2 separate regions of the Gossypium hirsutum genome follow, and region 1 is linked to region 2. The links are chromatin contacts, called in public Hi-C maps. All regions are on one chromosome and are shown on one strand. The core of a region is the stretch at or near the end of the contact, and the rest is flanking DNA. Distances in the headings are between cores, read along the strand shown.

Evidence for each region. Hi-C and Micro-C count contacts between places; a contact is called where the count stands out from the background.
Region 1: a contact with region 2 is called in a Hi-C map of leaf, with 2.6 times the contacts expected there. The contact joins the promoter of LOC107912644 here to the enhancer-like site in region 2. A contact is called at or near these places in 3 of 34 Hi-C or Micro-C datasets (leaf and seedling).

The regions. Positions count from the first base shown.
Region 1 is chrD11:16,996,106-17,002,037 of Gossypium_hirsutum_v2.1, reverse strand. It overlaps LOC107912644 (fatty acid hydroperoxide lyase, chloroplastic), which reads right to left and starts at 1,732. Exons shown (of 2, transcript XM_016840918.2): 1 at 909-1,732. The coding sequence starts at 1,412. It overlaps LOC121223798 (a long non-coding RNA gene), which reads left to right. Exons shown (of 2, transcript XR_005921173.1): 2 at 382-1,645.
Region 2 is chrD11:16,911,496-16,917,252 of Gossypium_hirsutum_v2.1, reverse strand. It overlaps LOC107912640 (chitin elicitor receptor kinase 1), which reads right to left. Exons shown (of 13, transcript XM_016840914.2): 7 at 5,230-5,323; 8 at 4,998-5,149; 9 at 4,818-4,909; 10 at 2,826-2,964; 11 at 2,505-2,603; 12 at 2,227-2,412; 13 at 508-1,128. The coding sequence ends at 2,248. Among protein-coding and RNA genes, the nearest start is that of LOC107912640, 6.8 kb to the right of the region's middle. Within about 2 kb of position 2,347, at least 5 of the 9 cell types and tissues checked have an H3K27ac peak or open chromatin away from gene starts, as enhancers often do.

The sequences.
Region 1 (5,932 bases), core at 483-2,982, 85 kb before region 2:
TTTTTGTCAAAATTGTCAACTTAAAATTTTGATTAAGTTGTCCTCACATAATATAGTATATAATTGACAGAAAATAAACATGTTTAATTAACAAATTTTGATAGAATCTATTAGAGAATAATAATAATTGGGACTAAAAATTTTAAATTGAAAAAGTAGAAATATTGAAATTTTAACTTTTAAAGTAAAAAGACCAAATCTCAAATTCTATAGGATTAACCAATCAATTAATAATACTTTTCATGTTATTAATGAATTAAATCAACGTGTTTTGTTGGAAATATTATTTAGTTTTCCTGCCTTGTCTATTTCTCTTTGAACTTTCTTAAGATCCAATCAATTAAGAATCCATCTTGATCTAGTGTTTTAATTTGTACGCAGAAGAAACTAAAGGACAGGACAAGCCATAAATATGTGGTCCCCTCACAGCAACCACTCCTTTGGTCCACCCGCAGTGGGGGCGTCCTAAAAACAGCCTAAGCTTTTTGTTGTTTTTCATGGCAAGTAATTTTTGTCTTCTTTTACAAATGGTGATGTATTTAGGTGTGATTAGTGAAAAAATAATAGTGACTATAGGGTGAGATAAAAAATAAGTTAAACACGTCTAATTGCCCCCATCCAAACCCACTAAAAATCGGCACGGAAAAAACACTTTCAAAGGGAAAATGATTCATAGTTAGGAAGAATCATCCCTTCTCCTTTCTTTAATTATTATTAAATAAATATATTTATCAGAGTCAAAACCTGATCTTCAAATATTTAAAAAACTCTCTGCTTACTTGTGATTTTTTTTCCTTTTATATAAAAAATGGAAAAAAAAAGACCCAGAATCATGGAAGAAATTGTTGAATCAGGTAGAGTTTTTAAGTGAATATTGAAGGGAAAAAAATTGAGAAAAGCAAGCGTACCTGGGCATGTTTAGGCTCAGAGGTATCGAGATAAGCACAAACCCTAGTATTTCCGGTGTAGCCGACGCTAGGCATGAAATCCCCTAACAAAACATCTTTTTTCTCCACGATTTCCATGTCGAAAAGATGAGCGAATGATTTGCAGTCAACAATGGCGACGACGTTGGGGTTCACTCGCAGGAAGAAAGGGAAACTTGGGGGAACATTGGTACGGAAAACCGTGCTCTTGTGCTTCTCCATTCTCGACCGGAAGAAGGTGTCTGGTCCTTGGAACCAGAAGTAGTCTAGACGGTCGGATATCGGTCCTACCAAAGGCCACCCGTAGGATCCTGGTATTGTACGGAGTGGGAGGCTGCTTGCTTGCCTTGATGAAGATGGTGATGATGGTGTTGACATTGACTGAGTTGCCAACGGCGAAGAAGAAGATGATGGTGTTGACGATGACGATGACGGTGGCATATTCATCATTCTACTCATCATCATGGTTGCCGTTGCCATGGCCATGGAGCAGTAGCTAGAGTGTTTACTGTGTCTCTTTTATTCTCCACAATTCTGCCTTTACAGGATTAGCTTACCTTGTAAGTAGGGAAATGACTAAATTTGGATGGGATACATCATGAGCTACTCGGAAATTTTGGAAAATTAAGTAAGAAGGTTTTGTTTGGATAATGGGAAAAAAGAGGGAGAAAAAAATCAGAGGTTATAATGACACGGTGCTTATAATGAGATTTCTTGGATTTATATACACTATTCAACCTCTTGTATTAATTGCATATATTCGTTTTACACCCATACTTTACTAGTGAATGCTTTCACGTTGCAAGTCCCTCCACATTTTTATTTTTAAGAATTTATTATTCTTACTTTTCAATTTTAAAAATTTAAGTCTAATTATTAACACATTAAATTTGTTTATTAAATTTATTGATACAATATTTTAATAAAAAAAATACTCACTTATTAATTGTGTAATATAAAAATGACATTATAATGAAATTTATATTTTTAAATTTGAAAAGTAAAAGGGCTAAATTCATAAAATTAAAAATAAAAGACTAGATTTTAAATATATAAAAACTATATGTACTTTTTGGTCCTTTGATTTTAATCAAGAAAAATGTGTCTCCTTACAAAAGAAAAAGAAAAAGAACAAGAAAAAAATGGTAAATTTACACGTCAAGTCCTTAAAACTGCAGATAGTTACATTTTAGTCCTTTGGCACCATTGGTGCTGCTAATCTCATTGGCACCTTTGGTGCCTCCAATGTGATTGACCTGATCAGGCTGTGTCAGGTTTTTTTTCTGTTTTTTGTTTTTTTTGTATATTTTGGTAAATAAAAAAATTTTATAATATTTTTGTAAATAAAAAAAGTTATAATATTTTGGTTATTTTTTATTTTTTTATAATAATTTTGTAAAAAACCCACATAATCCCATTTTGATTTTGTATTTTAATTTCTTTTTCATGTTTTTCCTTTGGTCCTAACAATTTTAACCCCAAATCTAAAATTGCACCAAAATAAAGAGTATTCAAAACATCGGTCAATTTAGTCACTTTCTTGTAATTTTTATGTTTTCAAAATCCTAGGAGCTCAAGCTAATTGAACCATGTCATATTTTATGATACCGTTAAAGTTTGAGGATGTTACTATTGTTGAATATTTAAAGTTTTAGGGACCAATTTGATAGATTTTAAGTTTAGTATTGAAAAAAGACTAAATTGTAAAGTCAATTGATGATTTTGTGCAATATGGGCTAAATTGCGCAAATTTCAAAATTTGGGGTAGAAATGAGAAATAGGAAGTTAAATTAGGCCTAGAGTGAAATCGGTATACAAATTGGTGATTAAATTTGAAAGTTATTTTAGTCCTGATTTTAGGGACTAAATTGAATAAAATATAAAACTTGTATAAAATAGCAATTGATTGTGAAAATGGTTGTGTATTGACAATTTTATATGTTTATGCTAATCTGTAGCTAACGTTGACTCGAATTCCTCGAAAAAGAAAGGAAAAGACAAAACCGTCAACGAATAGCTCAGAGTTTTCGGTTTGTATTTTTATAACCCGAATATTTTCAATTGTTGCATTCACGAGCTGCACTACATGGTAATAACATAAGGTAAGCTGGAAGTGATAGGACAAGTTGAATTGAACCGATTCAAATTAGTTGTTTGTGATAAGGACTAAATTGAATAAATTTAAAAATATGATATATTGTTATAATTGTGCATTTGAGTTCAACTAGTGATGAATTATGCTGTCACATATGTGATTTAGTGATTGGTTGATGAAATTATATTATAGAACTGAGAAATTGAGTATAAATGAAATTGAAACAATGGTGGATAATGGATATCAATTTATAAGCTTGGAATTATGGATTTGGTTTTGTACGATCTAATCAATTCGATTGAGATAGAGAAAAATGTATATGCTTCAACTATAATAGCTCGGTTTAAGATTTGTAAATAGGTTAAAAATTAGGTGATGTAATAGGATTTCTAGATTAACATGTTAAAATGCGTTATAGAATTTATATTATGTTTTAATGTTCGATTATAGAAATACCACTAAGTTATACTCAGCGTACGATTTTGTTTTCTGTACACAAGTTAGATACCTTACAATTACGTCGACTTAGCATCTAGTGACAAATCCCGAACTCACATGTTGGTGATGTGTTCATTTTAGTATTGGCATGTACCTAGGATGTCTTATGTTTATATGGATTGTATTGGTATTTTGAGAAATTATATGTATACAAATATATTTATGTGTGTGTGTAGTATAAGTAATGGCAATGATCATGTTAATGGTATTTGGTTGAGTACTTGGATTGTATAGTTGATAACTTAATTTCTAACTAGGTAAGCTGTTATAAAATAGATGTGCAAAAAGTGACTCTTATGCCTATATTATGCTTGAAATGGTTTGGTAGTTTTGGTGTATATGGAATGAAGTTGAATAGGAGTCAATTTGAGATTGTTTCAAATGGTTAGTTTGGTGTTAATTGAATCATAGTTTGAGGTGCCTTGGAGGACATATTGAAATGGTATGCACATAATGTTTTAGTTTATTTTGGATTATTGATTGAGGTGCCAATGTGGCATATTGGTTAAGCACATAGGTTGGTTGTTATAAATGATGATGTTGGTTTGAATTTGATGCTTTTGAATTGGTTTGGATGTGATTAAATGGATGCTTGTTGCTTAAGTTAATGTAGGTTGAATGGATTGAATTGAAAGGTATTTTTTAGGTACACACGACTTAGCACACAGCCGTGTGCCCTATACGGCCTAAGACACAATTGTGTGGCTTGTAGGTTTTGGTTGATTTTTGGTGCATACAGCCAAAGTTTGTTACACAACCCAGGGACATGGTTGTGTGATGTATTTTTGAATATTTACACATTTGACCTACACGGCCTTGACCATTTGACACAGTCAAGGGACACAGTCGCGTGACCCCTATTTTCAAATTGATCATTGTTTAATATCGAATTATTTTTAACCTTCCATATGCTCGTTATAAATCCAAAATAGATTGAAGAGCATGACATACTTGCTCCTATGTGATAAATTGATATTTATTTGAGATTTTGATAAATAAATTGCATGTAATTGTTTGATATTTGTTCCTAGCATTTTATAACTCGGGTTTGGCGACCAAATTGGGTAAGGGGTGTTACACAACCATCATTATTAAATAAGATATATTGATTTGCTTTACCTTCAACTCAACACCGTAAGAGTCAAGGTCCTTGAATCTGTACTAGATGCATTTTTTGTATTGATAAATATTGGGTTAAAAAAATGACAGTTGCATTTCCCATGAAAGAACTTGAAACCTATGGATGTTGATAGGGGTGTAGCCAAACGGGGCAAGTAGGGACTTTGGTGTATGACTCGGTTCCAATGGTGTCAAAAAATACGGTTTCAGAACCCCGTTTTCATAAATATTAAATAGGAAAATTTATGGGGCTAGTATATAGATGAATTGAAATTTGGTTCAGTAATTTAGCCAAAATTATAGTTAATTAAGACCCAGGAACTAAAATGTAAAAGTTCAATCGCTATCAAGTTTTAATTTACAAAAGGCTTAGGGACTTAAATAACAATTAATCAAAGGTTAAAAATGGTAAATAAACTATTTTCCAATAGGAGATAGTGCATGATGATGACATCTTCCACTAATTGTGATTAAATGTTAATTATGTTAATTAAACTATATTTAATTAAATTAATCAAGATTAATTAATGGTTAATTATTATATAAAAGAGAAAGTTAGTGGAAATTGCACCAATTTTCTCATTTCTTCTATCGTCCACCATTTATATAAAACCTAAGAAAGCTTCAAAGTACTTTAAGCATTCAGTCATTGATTTATGTATGAAATTCAAGTCATTTTCTTGTAATTTTTATAGATTTTAGGTAATGGAAGCTTAATTTAACTAGCCTGTATACCAATTTGTGGAATTGTTAAAGCTTTTAAAAGTTGCCATTATTGAGAATTGGATGAATTTGGGTGAAATTGATAGGAATTAAGGTTAGATTATGAAAATGACTAAATTGTAAATATTAATTGTTAGTTTCGTACATTAGGGACCAAATTGAATAAAATAAAATTTTGTTATGAAAATAGAAAGTAGAAGGTTCCTAATAAGTATATGTGAAATTGAATTTTAACCCGAAGCTTTCGTCTAGGGACTAAATTGAATAAATTGAAAAATATATTTTTCTTTGTAATTGAATGTAAATTGGATAGGAAATTAATCATGTACATGTTTTGTGATCGTATGTAGCTAACATTGACGTAGATCTTGCGAGAGGGAAAGGAAAAACGAAAGTTGTCGACGATTGACTCAGAAACTCGATTTGTATTTCTATGATCCAGGATCAATTTAATTATTGCATATTTGTGATATTTTGCATTATATGACATTGAAGTGAGTTGAAAATGATCATTTGAATGGAATTGATATGTTTGAGATTGATTATCGAGATAGAGGATTAAATTGAATAA
Region 2 (5,757 bases), core at 1,098-3,597:
ACTGGAGGCTGGAATCTCCCATAAGAATTTCCTTTCTCTCAACTCTATTTTTAATTCCTCAAATTTTTTATTCAATATTCTTAATTCTATTTTTTTATTTTTCGTTTCCAATTCCAAACCTTTAATTCTGCTATTTTTTATTTTTTTTCAGGAATGTAGGTTTTCTTGGGCAAGATTCTGCCTGGGATTTCACGGAATAAGATATTGTGCAAATCCAGTCCCTGAGGATTTGACTCTACTTTCCTTTTACTATTCTTTTTCATTATTTATTAGGGATAGAATATTTTTGGTGCTTTCAACGACCGCATCAGCAACAAAATTCGAAATATCATAACTTAATTTAATGAATTTAACAATTATTGTTTGGTGATAACTGAAGTTTTAATATTTAAAAAGTACAAGAACTAAACATAACTAAAGTAAAGTATAGAAATTAAAAAAATTCTTTTATAAAGTGTAGAGAGTAATAGCATAATTTAACCAAATATAAACACTTTTTTTTGAAAGGTAAATTCATTAATTTATTCAATTAATGGAACCATACAATTCAGAGAAAAATTATCAAACACTCGTATCGTGAAAGACAAGCTCCATCAACACAACAAAGGCTTTAGCCTAAGTATCAATAGAACATTATGACACGTTAACAATTGACTTTGTCATAACTCAAGTACTACATATCTGGAGTGATTGCAAGCGCTTAATACGATAAGGAAATCAATCCCGCGTGGTCCAAAGTGGCAAGCAAAAAATCGACAAAAGAATCGAGCATTCACCAAACTAGAGAGGACAACAACAAAATCTCCCTAAAATCACTTGTAAAATTAAGATTACATGCATAAGCAAGACCAAGAAAAGTGCTACAATAGCAGACAAAAGCTTCTAAAGCTGAAGATTTATTAAACAATGATAAAACAAAAAACATACCACATATATCCAAATCGACACGTGAAATCATTTTTTATTCTAAAATACTTTTAGAAACATGTTAAAAAGTTGACGAAGAGTCACCCACTTTTCGGAAAAAACTACTGGTGGCCAGTGGAGTTTTAGCTGACGACAGACATCGTTATTTGTCCATCACAACTTGCGAAGACAGCAAAGATACCCACAAAATATATCTGCGAACTAAAAAAAACCATATGTAGTGAATGAGAAAAAGAAAGAAGAAAAGGGTTGATGGTAATGAATGAGAAGAAGAAGAAGAAAAAAGTTGATGAGAGAGAAAAAAGGCAGGTGATAGCCAACTTGGAGGCTGACACTGTCATTGAGCAAAGCAAAAGATGAAATGTTATTTATTTCTATTTGTATTTATTTATGAAAAAAAAACGTATAAAGGAGTAGTAATAAAAGGAAAAAGGAAAAAAAAAGGGAAGTACGAAAGATAAAAGGATGTTTTAGTAAGATGTTGGCACATAATTAACATCTAATTGAAAATTCATTAGAGTGATTATTTGAAATGTTATTTATAATTTAAAGATTGAATTAAAATATTTTGAAATTTGAATATAAATATAATCTAGATTCCTGATTTAGAGACTTTGGATGGAATTAACCATAAAACTTATGTTTTTTTTATATATTTTTTAAGTAACAATTAGGATCATATTAATTTTATTTATTTATTTTTAAATATCAAATTAATTTGGTCCAAATTAAAAAAAAAAGAACAGTTATTTGACCAGTTACTAGTCCTTCTAACCTAAGCTCCTTATAAAGTATAAAATCCTTGGAAGTGAGAATGCTGAATTATATTTGATAAAAACCCAAACGGATACATAAATTGAAATCTTAATTAACATTAAATAAAGGGCTCAAAATGAACAACCCAATTCTCCTCCCCTAAAAAAATGTTATTCTAATCCACTTTATATTCAACATATGCAATACATCTTGAAAATCACATTAATAAGGAAATTTTTTAAGATGACAAAAAAGTATAAATAAAAAATTTATGATTATAATTGAGATTTTATCAATTCAACAAGGATAAGTGTCTTTTTATAATTGAGATTTTATCAATTCAACAAGGATAAGTGTCTTTTTCTAAAACATTTTACTATACCCTTATAATACACTTTTATCTTATATATACTAAAAACAAATGGCATCATTAGAATATCTTGCAAAAATAGATCTCAATTTTAGTGTGAAATGCCAAGAAGTAAATCTCGGTGTTTCCATTAGGAAAAGAGCTGTAATTCACAGCAACAAAGGTCTTACTACCATTCATTCCTGTTCGCTGATCTATCGTCCAGACATAAGGTTGACAACAGCTTGATTTTCGTAGAAAGTACCAACATCCCAATCCTCTGTTGTGGACGAAAGAGTCATTAGGGCAACCACTATTGACCTCATACTTGGTCGTAGTTGAGGGTTTTCTTGGGTGCAAGCTTTGGCAAGCTGAGCCATCTGCAATATAAAAACAGCCACCTTTGTTTTGTCATATCAAAATCGTGAAAGAAAATCCACATGCATATAATTTCCCCAGGAACTGCTCTCACCTTGAATACAGAGTCAAGTGGGTAATTATCTCCAAGCGTCGGATCAATAAGTTTGCACAGCCCTGCTTTAGGATCAGGCTCATCAAGACCATCCTCGAACTGCACAAGGAGACAAGGAGAAAATATTAACCAGGGTCTCCATTTATTAAAATTGATTTCCTAAAAGAATTACTCAAGATATGCGTATAGCATCTTAATGTTTAATGTTTTTTGCTCAAATCACATTCCAATTGTAACCAAAAAAAAAAAGTACCTTTGGAATTTAGCTCATCTGTCACCACTATTCATTAATTGGAATAAAGGGATTTAAACGATACTAACCAGAGCAACCAGACCCTTCGATTCAGCAAGGGAGCTATTTGCTTTGACAATAGCTTCTTTAGCAGAAATCAGTTCATACAGCACAACCCCAAAGGCAAATACATCTATTTTAGGAGAAACATCACCATATTGAGCGTATCTGCAGACAAAATGGATAAAGTTAGTCCATTTTTTAAAACACCAACCTTAAAGAAAGATGGCAAACTCCTTGGTGGCATACCCGCTTCTTAGGAAGCAAACAAGGCTTTAATTAAGAAAGTTTTTTCTTGTTTTTTCTAGAGCTTCTTTACTACCAAATTTTTAGATTTTATCCCATATGTAATAAATATGAACTGGACAACCTAGGGGTTAAAAAATAGTAATTGGTTCGTTTCCATAATAAAGAAGAGAATTAGTGTTTTCTGTCAATAGCATCTGGCTTTAGAAAGCATGATAATTGAAAGCTAATTCATGTCTATAATGCTGCAGAACTATGTTCTACATCCTCCCCCTTTTTTGTTGTACAACCTCACTACCAATTGTTAATGGGTGTCTGTTTTTTTTTTTTTTCGGCCAAGTGGGTGTTTGTGTCTTCTAAGTTGATTCACAATCATTTAAACCATTTTTGGATTCCCCTTTTACGGTTTTTTTATAAAAATAATATTAAAAAATTAATTAATTACAAAAATAAAGTGAGAGAACAAATTAATTACGAAAAATGGAATATTTGTTATAATAATTTTGGATGCTGCTTGACATATTAGCGACATCAATGAAATAAAAAAATTTGACAAGAAAAAAAAAAGTAGAAAAAGTAAAAAAAAATATTGTTTTAATTGGCGGCACCCTTGATTTAAAAAAAATTGTTTCTTTTTTAACAACCTCATTATATGTATTGATAATATCTGCTCTTTTTTGACACAATGCCTAGAACTACTACTAATAACCCCGCCTCAATCTATAGATAAGAGGTTAATGCGCTTCAGCATACTCAAACCCATGTCCTCCTAAATTTAGGATAATGTTTATATCAATCAAGTTAAGACTCAATCGGCAAAACAAAAAGAAGAAGTTGTTAAGGTATTAAAATGCATGGAAAAACCATTAAGGCATTAAATGATGGAAAAAAGCTATTGTCTTGGAGCCACAAACTAATTTTTTTTTTCACTTTTTCATTTTTTCTTTTGCTATCAGAATTTTTTTAAAAATTTACCGGTGCCGTTAATATATCATACGGCACCACAATTTTTTTTCTTTTTTTTTTCTGTCAAATTTTTTAAAAAAATTCACGGTACCGACAATTTATTAGGCAACACTCAAAACTACAGTAGCAAACATCTATTTTTGTAATGAATTAATTCTTTAATATTATTTTTATAAAAAAAAACAGAATTGAAATACGAGTCATACATAACATAAGTTAAAGACCAACTTAGAAAATCAAACCTAGCCGAAGTAATTCTATAGGTTTCGGTTCCTATGCCTACTTCTGTTTGATTTAATTTAGAAGATTATGAATTACAATATCCAAGCCAAATATTATGCAAACTATCTGAAGCTCCTCCAGTCGCAAATTCATTGACTAGAGGCAATTTACAAAATATTTGGTCTCTAACAGCAGTTGCTGCTAAGTTGCTAACATTAAACTAGATACGAAGGTAGACATATCATGCAGCTTAGTAATTTGTATAAGGGATCATTAGCCTCTATGGTCATAAACCTACTGGATAGGAGAGTCTAGCCAGTTGTTGAACTTATGGCCTGTCCTTAACAACAATAGCTAGTAACTTACAAATTACTTCAAATTAATTAGAACAATTTTGTGGAAAACGAAGATACCAACGTAGACACACCAAATCAGCTAATATTTTGTATAAAGGATCATTGGCCTATAAACCTACTGAGGAGGAGACAATTAGTCTAGCCAGTTGTTGAACTTATGGCTGGTCCTAAACAACAGCAGCTAACGAGTTACAAATTACTTGGAATTAATAAGAACAAAATTTATCTTACTCTGGTGGCATGTATCCAAATGTCCCAACAAGACGTGTGGGTAGGGATGAATTTCCAACTTCTGTCAGTTTTGTTAATCCAAAATCTGCAACCTGCATTGATGTTAAAAATTGATTAAAGTGCAATTATAACAAGAAGCTTTCAAACAGTCGACCTGATGAGAGATCAGGAATGAATAACCTTTGCACGGAACTTTTTGTCTATCAATATATTAGCTGATTTAATGTCCCGATGAATGTAAACAGGGACAGTATGCTCATGAATATATTCAAGACCTCTGGCTGAGTCGAGGGCAATTTGCACTCGAGTAGACCAAGGAAGTGGCTCCCTGCCTGGAAATAAACAACAGAATCCCATTAGTGCTGCTCTGAATCAATTGCATTTGGGATAGTTTCTGCGTAAGAAACCTCACCTGAGCCTCGCAAATGCTGACTTAGATTGCCATTCTCAATGTATTCGTACACTAGGAAAAGAGAGCCTTCAACACAGTATCCAATTAAACGCACCTGTATTGGACAAACACATTAATATTCACTTTGAAGATAAATAACCAAAATAGGAATTATAGAAGGTCATAGATGAAAGAGGATGTTTATAAAGGAAGAAAAACTTATAAATGAAAAAAGGGATGGCCAATGAATTCCACTATAATGATTGAAAAGTTAAACAACTTAATTACTTGTGCATTGTCACGACTGCAAAGATATGTATAGTAGACTCAGTGAGAATATAATTCTGCATGATACCATAAACTCCATCCAATTATCTGTATTAAGTTTCTTAACATTAAGGAAAATAAGAGTTAGGGCAAATAATGCATGAAAAACTGTGCCATATGTGGATATAGACAACTCCTCTGACTCATTGAACTACAGAGAACAAAAATCTGGCCCTCGGCTTAAGGCCTATGGGCCGCACCTAGAATATTAAGAAAATGTTT